Linked DNA regions of Zea mays: region 1 is linked to region 2. Evidence: chromatin contacts called from public Hi-C data. All regions are on one chromosome and are shown on one strand. The core of a region is the stretch at or near the end of the contact, and the rest is flanking DNA. Distances in the headings are between cores, read along the strand shown.

Region 1 (6,753 bases), core at 2,912-5,411, 260 kb before region 2:
TTTGTGTTACTTTTAACGGTCACCTGGTAGTGCTGTTAAACTTTAGGTTTGCTAAGTATGCTGTAGCAACTACATTTTTTACTATTATCTCTGTATATGGCTACAAATCACTCATATTATTTAATGTCTAACTACATTTCCAAAAAAATTTCTGTACAGTGGGATTTTGCCGGCTATTGATATCATAGGCAGGAGTGCTATTGTGGGGGTAAGTCTAAACTGCTTAACGTACTAGGGGTTTGATTCGACTTAATTTGGATCATCATATGAAGCTATACATACCAGTAAATTATGATTAATATATGAGGGATTCCTCTTAGAAAGAGGGAACGTGGAACTTATTCACTTTCCTCGATCCAGAAATGTTCGTTCCGTTCCGGGAACACGGGAACAATCTTGTCCTCATAGTGTTGAAATCTTGTTTTAAGTACCGTACCATGTTCCCGTTCCTCAACCCCATCGATTTGGGAAACTGGTTACTAAGGGATCCCTAGCTAAACATGATCCAACTTTTATCTGTGATGGACCTCTTGCATGTTGCACCAGTCTAGGCCTGGCAGTACCTGATGCTATGTTTTTTTTCGGTTGGTTGATCGAATATATTGGGTTATTCTTGAATAAGTGAATTCACATATTTCCTGGTAACTGCTCACTCATTTACACTATCTTTCCACATTTTTGTTTGCCAGATATTTTACTTCATTGGATTTGGAATGTTCTGCCTTGAATCACTGCTCAGCATCGTTGTCATTCAGGTGGGTATCATGTTTTTACCTTTTGCTGTCCCTAGAATTCTGATGTGTAGGGATATTCATTAGCAACATGGTGTTTCTGTCTCATGCATCATAATCTCTCTTTAAGTTTCAATTATTCTAGAAGAGAGCTGTTTTGAGATATTATTGTTCTGAACTTGTTTCAGCAAGTATACATGTACTTCCGTGGAAGTGGAAAAGCTGCAGAGATGAAGCGAGAGGCGGCCCGTGGTGCTATGAGGAATGCCTTTTGATAGAGCGACCTAGGCGACTGGAAGAGACACGGTGTGACAATGGGTAACTACGTTATGTACATATGCTGTTCGTCTCTGAGATTACTTATACTAGCTTATAGCCTTCTTGCCTTCATGCAATGTATACCACCTACCACCGGAGCTTGATCTCTTACCTAGGTTCAGATGTGCTTATAGGTAACTAGTTTTTTTTATACATTTCCTACATGATTTGTACTCTTAACTCGCGAGACAATTGTTGTTGTTCTTTGGATCTCGAGTGATTCTTTGCACGGCCTGAAACCACTTGGTCTTGAACTTTGTCAGATTCTTGCTGAAGTGGATATTCAGGTCATCTTTTTTTTTCTGTCTTTGCTTACTATCTCTTTCTATCAAGGTTTGGTTCAGATATGGTGTTAGGCAACAGAAATTCTAGTAACAGCAGAAACATGAGAAGATATTGATGGCTGTGCTGAAGCTGAAGTTACGTTTATTATCATCCCGTGCAAACCATCCGCACGTAATTATTGCATAACACTAGGAGCTAGGGCTAGATTAGGAACTGTTACTGTAGCAAATAGATGATAAGACTCCTTAGGGAATGCAATCGAGGCTCCTGCCTAATAAACAAATGAAGTGGGAAAATAATCTATTTGCCGCTCATGGCAGTCTGCGCTTGTTGCACCTTGGCCCCAAAACCGCACTTCCTTGTGAGGAGGCTCCAGGACCGCCGGGGCTTCCCGAGCCGCCGGATCTCCTGCTTCATGCTCTTGCACTCCTTCTCCAGGTCCGACACCCGCGCTTTCACGTCGGTGATGGTCTCCTTCCCATCGGGTGCGTCGCCCTCTACGTCACTGTCGGCGTCTGCTTGCGGGCAGCCTGCGATGGCCGCGGTGCCCTTGGGGACGATGGCGCCGCCGGCGTGTGGGCGCGCGCCGTCGCCCCCTGCCGCGTTGTCTGACACGAAGAACCACCCGGCTATGGACGTTCGCAGGCGGAGCTGCTCGAAGAAGAGCACCTGCACCACCACCCGAAGCGGCAGCCGCTCGTTCTGCGCCGCGTGCGTGCACGCCTCCAGCGACAGCTTCTGGCAGTTCAGCAGCCGGCACAGCTGCTCCCTCTCCGATTCTGACAGCCACGGGTGCGACTGCAATACATACAGGTGCATGGCATGGCGACAAGATCACGAAGGGAAACGTGAATGCCCACGGTTCGCGATGTGTACCTTGAGGTATATATCGATGGCGCGGTAGATGCCGTCGTCGACGGGGCGCGCGTAGTCGGGCACCACGGCCGCGAGCGCCTGGAACTTGGGCAGCTTCAGGTTGGTGTCCGGCGCCACCTCCGCGAGGAAACCGTCCATGAGCTTGGCCACCATGGTGATCGGCGACAGCGACGACGACGGCGTCGCGCCTTGGGGTATCCCGAGGCTGCCGCCACCCTCCTCTGCCAGCGCCGGCGACGTGTACCCGGTCCCGATCCCGTCCGTGGACGACATGAAGTAGTCCAGGATCCGCTGCACGCAGTCGATGTCATAGAGCGTCTCGACGTGGTAGCCGAGGTTGGGCACGAGCAGGTCGTCCAGCGACGCGTCCTCCAGCTGCGCGCCGATCCGCCGCTCCAGATTCTCCCGGCACAGTGGGCTGGCGTGGAGGAGCATCGCCGTGCGCAGCATTCCCAGCAGGAACTTGGTGGAGGCCACGCCCTTCTTGGTCGGCAGCAGCGCCACGATCTCCTCCAGGAAGTACCTCTGGTCGCCCTCCGACGGAGCGGACACGCTGGCGGCGCGCGGGGTGATGTTGCGGCTGCTCATGCCACCGCCGGCGCCGCCGCTGCCGTCGGCGCCGTAGCTGGCCAGCGCGTTGCTGAAGCTGGTGTTGCGCTTCAGCCCCGGGAGGAACCGCCCGGCGTAGAACATGATGGCGCCGGCGATGCTCTCGTCGCGCATGCCCTTGGCCTCCATCGCCTGGATGAGGCGCTTGAACATGGGCAGGCTGAGGAAGGACACGTCCTCGTACCACCAGTCCATCCCGGCCGCCGCCGCCGCCGCGGCGGCGGAGGACGTCGTGTCGCCCGACCGGATGCCGTTCCAGAGCGCGTCCTTGTCGACGCTGGCGTTCCTGACCACTGGCGCGGCAGCGTCGGAGCCGCAGGCCTTGGAGGCCAGCGCCGTGATGCAGCGCGAGACGAGGTGCAGGTCCTCGGCAGTGGGGAGCACGCCCTCGCAGGTCTCGAGCGCCTTGATGGAGTCCTTCCAGTTGGCGAGCACGTCGACGAGGAAGCACTCGGCCTGCGTGATGAGGTTGCCCTCGGCGTAGTCGTCCGTCATGCGCAGGTACTCGGCGGCGCAGCGGAGGCACACCACGTTGAGCGCGTTGAGCTCGATCTTGACGTCGTAGCAGAACTTGGCCGCCAGCTCGAAGGCCTTGGCGCCTCCGGGGATGTCGTCCAGCTGCAGCGTGCACATGCCGCCGCCATCCGCCGGAGCCTGGTACTCGCTGATCATCCGCTGCAGCACGCCGCTCCGGCTCAGCAGCGGGAACTGCGCGCGTACCCAAGAGAGGCGCGGCGGTTCACTTCAGATTCGGAGCAAGCCGAGATCAGCACTCGAGAACAATGCGGCACTAACCTTGTGGAGGTAAAAGGACATCTCTCCGACTTCGACAACTACATCACTCTCGAGCTCGGTCGTGCATCTCCTGGGAAGATAATGAGATCAAGGTGAAAGTGTGAAATTTTGGAACACCAAGGACTCCTTTGGATTGGAGAGAAAAAAAACTATTTTTCAAAGGAGTACTGTGACATCTGCAGTAAAATTCGCTTTTGGACCGAATGGCAAGAAGGACAGACATGCTATTACAATAATTTAGGGTTTACTGTGCCAAAGAGACCGGCATATTTCTCGTAGAAATCCGGCTTAATATATTACATAGTATCCCAGTAATTTGAAAGAAGGCAGAACGTATCGTGAATCATCAACACACAAGCGAAAGAAATCGAGATAACCATGTGAGGTCTTGGAGGACGAAAATCTCCGGCTTGGAACCCAGCTTCATGGTGGCCATTATTGGCCTCCTGCTGCGCCAGTTCGTTATTCCAGTCGACGACTCCGGAACGACGATCTACCAGCCGGCCGGGGCCAAGCAGGATGATGGAGTGGTATCCACTGATCTATGCTTGCGTTTTTTTTGGGAAATGGAAGGCCAGGAAAGATGGTGGCCAAGTATTTATGGGTGGGACGTGGGAGTGGGAGAGATCAGAGATGGAAGGAATTCGATGTGCTCATGCAGACAATGGCGAGAGAGCACGCGGCCAGTCAAAGCTAGGCCCGGGTCCAAGGGAGCTGGGAGCGGGCACTGCTATCGTTCGGTGAAATTTTAGGCTGTGTCCATCCAGTGCCACCAGAAATATTTATTCATGGGAGCAGCTAACTGACAGCTGGGGCCTCCTCCCACTTGTTGATGCGTCCGGACCGGCCTGCCAGTGCTGGACCCTGTGTTTTATTCGGCTCCTGCCCCACTAGTCAGACGCTCATCGGTCCTCGGTAGCAGCAGGCGTCCCCGTGGTCATTTTGACAGGCGATCGACGGAGACCGGGAGAGGTGATGGATGGCCATGCATGCATCTCGCAGGAACACTGCCTGGTTAGTGGTCGCTGTCGGCCCTTGCACCACCTGGCCAGCAAGATCCACTTCTCAGGGGGTTGTCTGTTCGACCATCAGCTACTAATACTGTAGTAGATCTATCCGTTTACGCGCGCACCTGCGGAAATACACTCTGTAATCGAGTCTGAAGCAGGGTTCTACGGCGGCCAAAAACCGATCAGCACCGATAACCAGTTTAGGGCTTGTTCGGTTATTTTCAATCCATATGGATTGGAGAGGATTGATACGGATTGGAAGAGATTTTTACTTAGGGCTTGTTCGGTTAGCTCCCAATCCATGTGGATTAAGTGGGATTGGGTGGGTTTAAATCCCAAGCAAGTCAAATTTCTTCACAAGTTTTTCCAATCCCGTCCAATCCATTGTTAATGGGATTAACCGAACAAGGCCTTACTAGGGATTGAAACCCCCTCAATCCCTCTCAATCCATATGGATTGGGATAGAACAGAACAAGCCCAGTCACGTTCGTTTTCTCTCCAATTCATGTAGGGGCTTGTTTGTCTTGGTCAATGTATGTGGATTGAGTGAGTTTAAATCTCAAACAAGTTAAAATCTTTCATCATTTTTTCAATCTCATCTAATCCACATGGGATAGAAATAAATGAACAAGGCCTAAATTGAAGGGGATTGGATGGGTTTAATCCATAGCAAGTCAAAATCTCTACTATTTTTTTTCAATCTCATCAAATCCATATGATATAGGAATGATCAAACAAGACTTTATCGTGATTAATCGGGATAAACCGGTAGAAAAGGACCAAATACAAATCCAAACCAGCTTTTGATTTTCATCGGTTCGGGAACGGTTTATCGGCCGATACGACTGATTAATTGGTCATCATTTTGATAAACCAGTAGCAATGCATGAGAAACCAAACCTTTTTTTGGCAAATAGAGCACATTTAGGTCACAAAATTTTTAAAAAGGGCCTAAATGTTATCACAAGTACAATAACAACATTTAGCGGTTCAAAATGCATTACATGATACAGTTGCATGGTTCATATACATTGCATGCCACAGTTTCATACTTCACAAATACTACCGAAGATACAATACAACCTCCGATGAAGATCATTCCCACATTTGTGCATTCTACTGATCATATGTCATATTATACTCCTCCGATGAGAGCAACATAATACATTGCTCACGCATCAACTGTAACTTGTTCTTCGCCCAAGTCTGCCCAGTCCACGTAGAAGTGTACTCCACGAGTCCACCAACATTTGGTAGTACTCAGGCTCCTCCTATTGGTACACCCACATCATCGGTTGCCGAGTCACTTCACCGACCGGATAATTCACATACGGAAGGAGTGAAGATGAACCTTGTCTTTCATTGCTAGAATCGGGGGTCCAATACAATTGTTGTAGGTCGTGGTGTCCCATCCCGTGAACGTGGTCCTACACTCCCTAGGTGTGTCGTGATCTTGGTTTTATGTAGCATCTTCTCCTTCTAAGAAGGTGTTCTCCCAATTCCCAAACATGGCACGAATACCTGAGAGCACCTAGAGGGGGGGTGAATAGGTGATCCTGTAAAACTTGAACTTAATGCCACAAACACTTGGTTAAACGTTAGCACAGTATTGCCAAGTGGCTGGAGAGGAGTCTCAACAAAACACAATAACCACAAGAGATCAATCACAGAGATGGCACAGTGGTTTATCCCGTGGTTCGGCCAAGACCAACGCTTGCCTACTCCACGTTGTGGCGTCCCAACGGACGAGGGTTGCACTCAACCCTTCTCAAGTGGTCCAAAGACCCACTTGAATACCACGGTGTTTGCTTTTCTTTTCTATATCCCGTTTGCGAGGAATCTCCACAACTTGGAGTCTCTCGCCCTTACAAAGATGTTCACAAAGAACCACGGAGTAAGGGAGGGATTAGCAACTCACACAAGACACAAAGATCACAGCAAGTACGCACACACAAGACCCAGACTTAAGCTCAAAAGACTAGCACACTAGAACGGAGCTCAAAGCACTAGAATGTCGAACAAGTGCGCAAGAATGAAGTGTGAGTGATCAAGAGTGCTCAAGGAATGCTTGGTGTCCTCCTCCATGCGCCTAGGGGTCCCTTTTATAGCCCCAAGGCAGCTAGGAGCC
Region 2 (7,174 bases), core at 1,819-4,318:
GAGGAAATTAGTTCATTTTCCCTTAGGAAAATAGGAATCCCTGGGAAAATGGAGTTCCCAAACCGCCCTTAAAATAAATTTAGTAGTATCTAATGAACCTACTTTGCTGCTGTAGATGTTTGTACATTTTTCTATGAACTTGGTCAAGAGAAATTTAACTTAGGCCAAAGCTAAAACGACTTATAGTTTGGAACATAGAGAGTAATTTATTATCAACATGATAATTGAATATAGCAAAGGGATCATATTCTCATGAATGAGAAAGCAGGAAACAACAACCATGTCCAAAAAGAAAGGAAAAAGGTAGACAAATGCAGTAACTATGCTAGCATTAATGAAAATAAATGGTAATGTCCAGCATTGTTACCATATCTTGTGGATCTGTCTTTGGCATACGTCGAAATGCATGCAAAGAATGAGGCAAGTCAGGAGGTGCAATTGGATCACAAGGAGAATCTTTTGGGCTCTCCATTCTCATGACAATGTGCCAGCTGAATTCTTGTAACGGTTCCAATATTAGTCAAGACCCATGTACCATATGAAGATTTCATACAGAAAGATAGTGAAGGGTGTAAAAGCAAACCCACCTGTCAATGTTCATCTCTCTTGATTCTCTTACCAACTGAAGAAATGATATGACCGAATCATAATCTGTTCCAGGATTTTTCTTTCCCTGCATATTAATTGTTTGATATTATTGGCAGCCAGTCACATAAAGTGTTTCCCAAGCAGCTAGCAGCCTAACACGAAAGCTGGCTCCACAAAAGGCAACATAAAGAGGAGTTTACTACCTACCACCACAAGAAACAATTGCTTATCTGAACAGATGATGTAAAATTACTTAACCAGAACAGCTACTAAAGTTCAAAAATTACATTATTAGAAGAGAACTACAAAATATTTCCTGTTTGCATAACGTTGAATTCATTAAAGATCTATCTATCAAGTATATATATCAAGGGCTCAAAGCAGATCAGTGTTTTAAAGACGTCGCCTAGGCGTCTAGACGTTCAAACAATCCGAGGCGCCTTGCTCGCCTAGGCGCTGCCTAGGCATCTAGGTGGTGGACAATTTCTTGTCTCACCATACCGCCTTAAGAACTATGGTAAAGATTGTCTAATATGAAGAAAAAGATTGTTTTGATTTTTAAACTCACCCATCCAAAAGAATATGGCAAGTTATTTCCAGTCCCCAGCGGAACTGTAGCTACAGGAGGTGGATGTCCTAACTTAAGATCAGATACAACTCCAAGCAACCAACCTGCCGTTCCATCACCTCCAGCAACCTAATTGGATTTACATGATAAAACAGAGGCATGTTAGGACTATTCAAATAAACAAACATACAAATTAATGGTAGAAACATTAGCAGGAGGTCTTGGAATATGAAATTGCCAGATTGCACTCACTATTAGCCTTAGTCTCCTATAGACTTCAGAAGCAAGAGTGTCACCACCGTGCTTGAGCCTTTCCAGGTTGCTGTATAGTCTGTGCAAGACATTGTCTGGAGCTTCATCAAGCAGATCAAATACCTGAATTTTATATAATTACATTGTTAGGCCTAGCCACAAAACCATAACTTAATTTCACTGCAGAAAAATATGATAGGTCAATGTGATACCAAACAAGTATATTTGCAAAAAAAAAGACGGTATCTACCTGGGCATGGTTGAGAAGCTTACGGTATGTGACAATCAACTCACGTCCCAGTTGACCTCCACTTTTTGTGTTGACAAAAACAATCACCGGACAAGTAGGTATCTGAGATGCATGCTCCACTGGAGACTCTGGCACGAAAATATAGGTTGGGATATAGAACTCTTTCACCATGTTATTTTTCTCAACATCGTTCTCCATTTAAGCCTGCAACCTGCATCATTAATGCTAATGTTAGTTAGATGGTTATACACTGTAAGGCTAGACATTCTATGTTCTTTCACTGGCAAAGGGCAAACGCAGCACAGCACAGCATTTATTTATTTTTTGGCAAAGGGTGTGACTGTGACTCCATTCCATTCCATTCCAAGTGAAACGGCTTCAAATGGGATCATAACCAAAACTAGGTGAAGCTGCTTTAGAAAGAGGCTTGCTCATGACGCCCATCCCTTCTTCAAGTCCACGGAAACAGATGTCAGTCGCTATCGGTGTGACATAAGGCCTACTACTCGTACCAATTATGTAAAACAGAATTAGTGCCGCTGTTCGCTTGCCAACAAATCACCTCACCTGCCAGCATCCTAGAACAATCTAAAACAGGTAGCCGTTACTTTTACCCTTTTCTTAAGGATAAGTCTGACGGCGAATCGTTTGTTTTGAGACAAGGACCGAATAATTTGAAACCAAACCATTCAAAGTGATCAAACTGAAGTCACCAACCAATCGAGTTAAATTCAGGAATCAGACCTAGACGCACCGATCGTGGCGACCTAGAAACTAATAACTGATCAAAATAGATGGTAGATATACAGAGCACAGGTGGAGAAACACAACCAACGCCAGCACCAGGAACCCGAAACGAACCGTGACGAGATCGTGACGCTCGGAGCGCTAGAGCTAGTGAAAATGCACGCCACACAGCTAGAACCAAATCATTGTAGAAGAACGCGGCGGAAACCCCAAGCCCTTACAGGCCGACCAGAAGCGCTCCAATCCGCAGAGCTATTCTCGAGTTTAAACAACAACAGGGGGGGATTTTTTTTTGGAAGAAGTGCGCAAATCTCCCCCGCTCGTAATTATCGCATAAACCAGGATTCGAAACCTCATGAGAGCAATAATAAGAGAGATTAAAAGCAGAGGAATAGCTTAGGGATCGCTCGCACGCACGCACGCTCGCGCACCTGGAAAGGACGATGTGGGGGGGAGAATCCGAATCGCTTGTGGGCGGGTGGCGCAATGGCCGAAAAGGAGAGCGCCGCTTTGGGGGGGTCGGTCGAGGAGGCGAGCCGCGAGCGGAGGAAAGGAATTGGAACGGGAGGGGGAGGGATTCCCTCGCCTCTCTCACCTGCGCGTTTTGGGTGTCCTTGTGTGCTGAGCAGAGCTCGAGGAGGGAGGGAGGGAGGGTTGCAGGTTGGGAAAAAAACAGCCGGTGGCACGGCCAGCTTATAAGCGGCTGCCACCCAGGCGCGGGCTTCGGCACTTGTTCCACGTGCGGCGCCGACGCGTGGCTTCTACTCCCGGCCCAGTCTGCCGGTGGGCCCAACAGAATGATGTAGGTGCGGTGCGGGACCGTTGGAACCTGGTCGGTTACTTTTACCTGGTGGCTGCCTTTCTACGTTGGGCTGGTTCGATTCGCGCCGCCCGCGGAGTAGTTCGCTTGTTTGTCCTTGAGCCTTGGCTGGAGCCGACGGGACAAACCACCCGCCGTGCGGGCTTGTCCGGTGTCCGCCTCTCTCTCTCTCTCTCTCCGAAGTCCGCGACACACACTTGAGCAACAGCTGCAGCGGGCTCCTCGCCTCGTACGCCGTTTCTTTTTCGGCGATCACGGTGCAGTCGTGGGCGCGTCGTTGCTCGGGCCGGGACAGGTCAAACCAGAGTAGCAGTGTCCAGGAATCTTGACAGGCGATTTGCCTTGGATCCTGCAATTGGGTGTCTATTCGTTTCTAGATTCCCAGCGACTCCGTGTACTAGAGGTCACATGTCCGTTAGTCAAATGAAATTGAGTGGTTTGCCCACTCCGTGCGTAGAAAATCACCGTGGCCGACACAACTGATGTCACTTTCCTCTCGAGCTGGCTGCGCCGCTGCATGTATTTGCATGCGCATGGTACGAGGTTGTCTTCACACTTTAGCACTATTCACGGAGTAAAGTTTAACATAGGAGATATAATAAGAGATTGGATGGGTAAGTTGCTAGAACACCGCTTAAGCACCCAACGACTGCCGCTACCTTTTACCATGCATGGACGCCATATATAAACAAGCAACCACAGTGTGTGGTAATAGACTCGTGGGTGTCCTGTGTCCATTATGCCGAAAATTAGCCACGAGCAGAAGACCTTGGGGGGACATTAGTGGTGGCCTCAATTCTCAAAAGAGACATTATTCCTGACGAGATAGCAGCGCACCGAATTTGTGCTGGAGGCGCCCTTGTTTACAAGCAAGGAGAGATTCCTGACGACGACGTGGCGGAAGCATCTCCTCTTCTCTTTCCCGTGCACCGTGCTGACATAGAAAGGGACGATCGGAATGTTCACCAAATCAATGCAAAGATGATAGCCATCGCATGCGTTAAGCTGAAAGGTGGTGGTGGCGGTGCCGAAAGTTTTTTGCCCACGGTGTGGAGCCGTCGCCATGGATTGCTGTGCGGCGGATGCCCGGCTGCCGGGTCATGTATCCGAGAGATAGATGCGGCGGTTCACGCACGACAGCCTACGATGAGTTGTACATTGTCGACGACGGTTCGACTGTTTGTCTTTGCTGCAATTCGGTTTCTCTAGGACATGTTTAGTTTCTCCTAAGCATAAATATAGTACACACTTTCCCTCCTATAATTCTATAAATCTCTCTATTCGCTCCTACAAACGGTATAAACGGCAATGGTAAATATTAAGGTTAATGAAGCTGCTAGCAAGCGTCTCGTTATTGATGGACATATGACATATCACCTACTAAATCTAAACACGTGCACCTATGCTAAGTTAGGAGATCTGAATCTAGACGGTCGATTTTCACTACAAAGAATCTACCTATTATTCAAACAAGGTCAGCTTTCACCACAGTCCACACTGCCTTAAGATTGTGGAATAGCTTTACAATCTTTAGTTCACACAAAAAAGATTACCTGTGGAGGCAGCTTTCACGGTTTACATGCATGCTCACTATTATGATTTCGCAATCCCAAAATCTAGCCCTTGTATAATCATCACCCGAACACTGCCTACCCTTTACAGTATCTGCCTGATCTCATGGTTCTGTTTTGCTGATTTATGAATGTACAGTATGCGCTAAATTTAACCCACTTACTCAAAAGTTGCCAACAACCCAAGGTTTTGGGCTGGTTGGGCAGCTTATTTGGAAGTCTCATTTGGACCGACTGTAATGGCCCTATTCCAGGACTAAGGCCCCACACATATCAGGCCCACATAAGTCATTTAGAATTCTGGATAGGGCTAGGTATTCGGTCTATTAGGGTAATTCTATTTGGGTTTTTAAAGTTTCGAATTTTGAAAAATGAGAATCGAAGTTTTCAAAATAATCTTAGGAATTGAACCCGAGCAGACCGACAATACCAGTTCGCCGAATAGACTAGTAGTGAGACTACTGTCTTTTGTTATAATATAGAGAGAATAAATAATTAAATAGAAGTATTATTATTACAACAAGTGACTATAAAAATTTTATATATATATATACACACACAAACACACTACCATTAAGATGATATCATAATTTTTACTTGATAAATTCGTAAATCACTCATAAATCACATAACAATATCATCACATACTAAGAGTTTTTTTAAAAAAAATTTGGGTTATTCGGTCTACTCGGGTTTCTAACTCATACCCCAAAATATAGCATATGTAGGAACTGAACCAGAAAACCTAAATAGACTAGGTTCAGTTTGGATTCAGATTCGGTCTTTGGTTTTAAAATGCCCACCGCTAATTCTGGATATGTCATGCTTGGGTGGTTTTTGTTGATGATAAAATTGTTCCAATTTAGAAGCATGTGCCACCGTGGCATTACCGGCCAGGCCGGTCATCAAACTTGCCAAGCCAGGTTTACAAAGTTGTTCAGGTCTCCATCAGAGGTTGGCCTTACTGACTTCCTCTGTTAGGCCAGCTATAGTAGTTGGCTTTCCTGTGAAACCCAGTCTAATCGACTTTAGTGGTCGGCTAGGTCAGGGTTTATTGTTTTTCAAAACGGATTCATTTCTAAGTTGGTTTTTGAAATTGAAAATTTATCGGTCATCACTATGATAAGAGTTTAGTTCGAGTCTGAGCTGATGTCAAAGTGGAGTTCGATGACACAAGATCAAACCAACCTAGATTCGCCGAGGTGTAGATTGGATCTTATAAAGCTTGAACGGAGGACATTAGAGCCACCGAAAGATCCGGGACAAATCCAAAATTCATGATTTTATTGGCGATGAATATCAGTGTGCGAAAGATGACTGCTTCTGCTGGTGCAAAACTCATGGTTGCCATCAACTTTCTGGTGATCATCGCGACTTCCCCTATCTGGGGTGCTGAAGATTATTCATTAGTTAATTTATATGACAGGTCACATAATCAAGAACTAAAGGTAAATACATGAGACACACAAAGATTTATATAAGTTTAGGCTCTCAGAATAAGATAATAACCTATATCCTATATATTTATGGCGGTATCTATTACCTATATAATGTGATCGGATGATCTATCCTTGTAGCTACCCGACCCTCATTTTATAGCCAAAATGCCAAATACATTCAACACACAAAACATAAGCATAGACAATCCGTTTACAAGTTGCTAGTGACATTTTATTGCAGGAGCATGTTCACAATGGCAGCACTAGCAGGACATCAGTCCCAATTCATACTCATTTAGGAAAGATGGCTGCTGCAGCTTAAGCAACCAATATGTGCACATTAGGTTTCACTTTTCACTCAGCAAAAAACACAAGGGTAGAAACGAGGAAACACAAGGCAGCTGTAGCTTGCTACACCCTAATAGCCAAAGTATCATCAGTCTCTATTCCTGCTGCAGCTACATCTGGCTGCAGCCGATCGGCGTGACGCTCTACAATGTGAACGGAAGTGTATTTTTTATGACATTCAGGCATCAGTATTTCAGTGAATTTATCATCAAATTATTGAACGCGTCCAATATTTCAGATGTAATTGTTAAAAAAAATGATGTTTCGACTAAGGCCTAAGGGCATCATCAGCGGTAGACTGAATCATTGACGTAATAATACGCTTGGGTTTAAGTGAAATTGACCTGCTCAGCGACGATAGGTGTTGTCCAGAACTCCAAATAGAGCACATCAATAATGGTATCCCCGCCGAGCTCGTCCAGTAAAGCCTGCTTCGCCCGCCGCGCTTTATCGCTCCCGAGCTCCCACCGGAAGCACCCCGTGTACAGCATGCACCCGAGGTCTCCGAGGAAGAGGTACATGAGCGATCCTGCGTGGAGGGACGCGCCGGCCACGGAAACCAGCCGAAAATCAGTAGTTCCGCGCCAGTCG

The links. A called contact is a pair of places that touch in the nucleus more often than the background predicts.
Region 1: a contact with region 2 is called in a Hi-C map of tassel, with 2.3 times the contacts expected there. The contact joins the promoter of LOC100191918 here to the promoter of LOC100384658 in region 2. A contact is called at or near these places in 2 of 25 Hi-C or Micro-C datasets (leaf and tassel).

Annotation. Positions count from the first base shown.
Region 1 is chr3:196,108,341-196,115,093 of Zm-B73-REFERENCE-NAM-5.0, reverse strand. It overlaps LOC100191918, which reads right to left and starts at 4,161. Exons shown (of 4, transcript NM_001137342.1): 1 at 3,992-4,161; 2 at 3,615-3,684; 3 at 2,211-3,527; 4 at 1,460-2,132. The coding sequence starts at 4,050. The coding sequence ends at 1,635. LOC100282807 reads left to right here. Exons shown (of 12, transcript NM_001367093.1): 10 at 160-208; 11 at 690-755; 12 at 920-1,288. The coding sequence ends at 1,006.
Region 2 is chr3:195,844,018-195,851,191 of Zm-B73-REFERENCE-NAM-5.0, reverse strand. It overlaps LOC100384658 (Diacylglycerol kinase 5), which reads right to left and starts at 3,068. Exons shown (of 13, transcript NM_001322277.1): 1 at 2,837-3,068; 2 at 1,659-1,869; 3 at 1,409-1,531; 4 at 1,157-1,285; 5 at 588-673; 6 at 368-491. The coding sequence starts at 1,856. It also overlaps the pseudogene LOC103651138.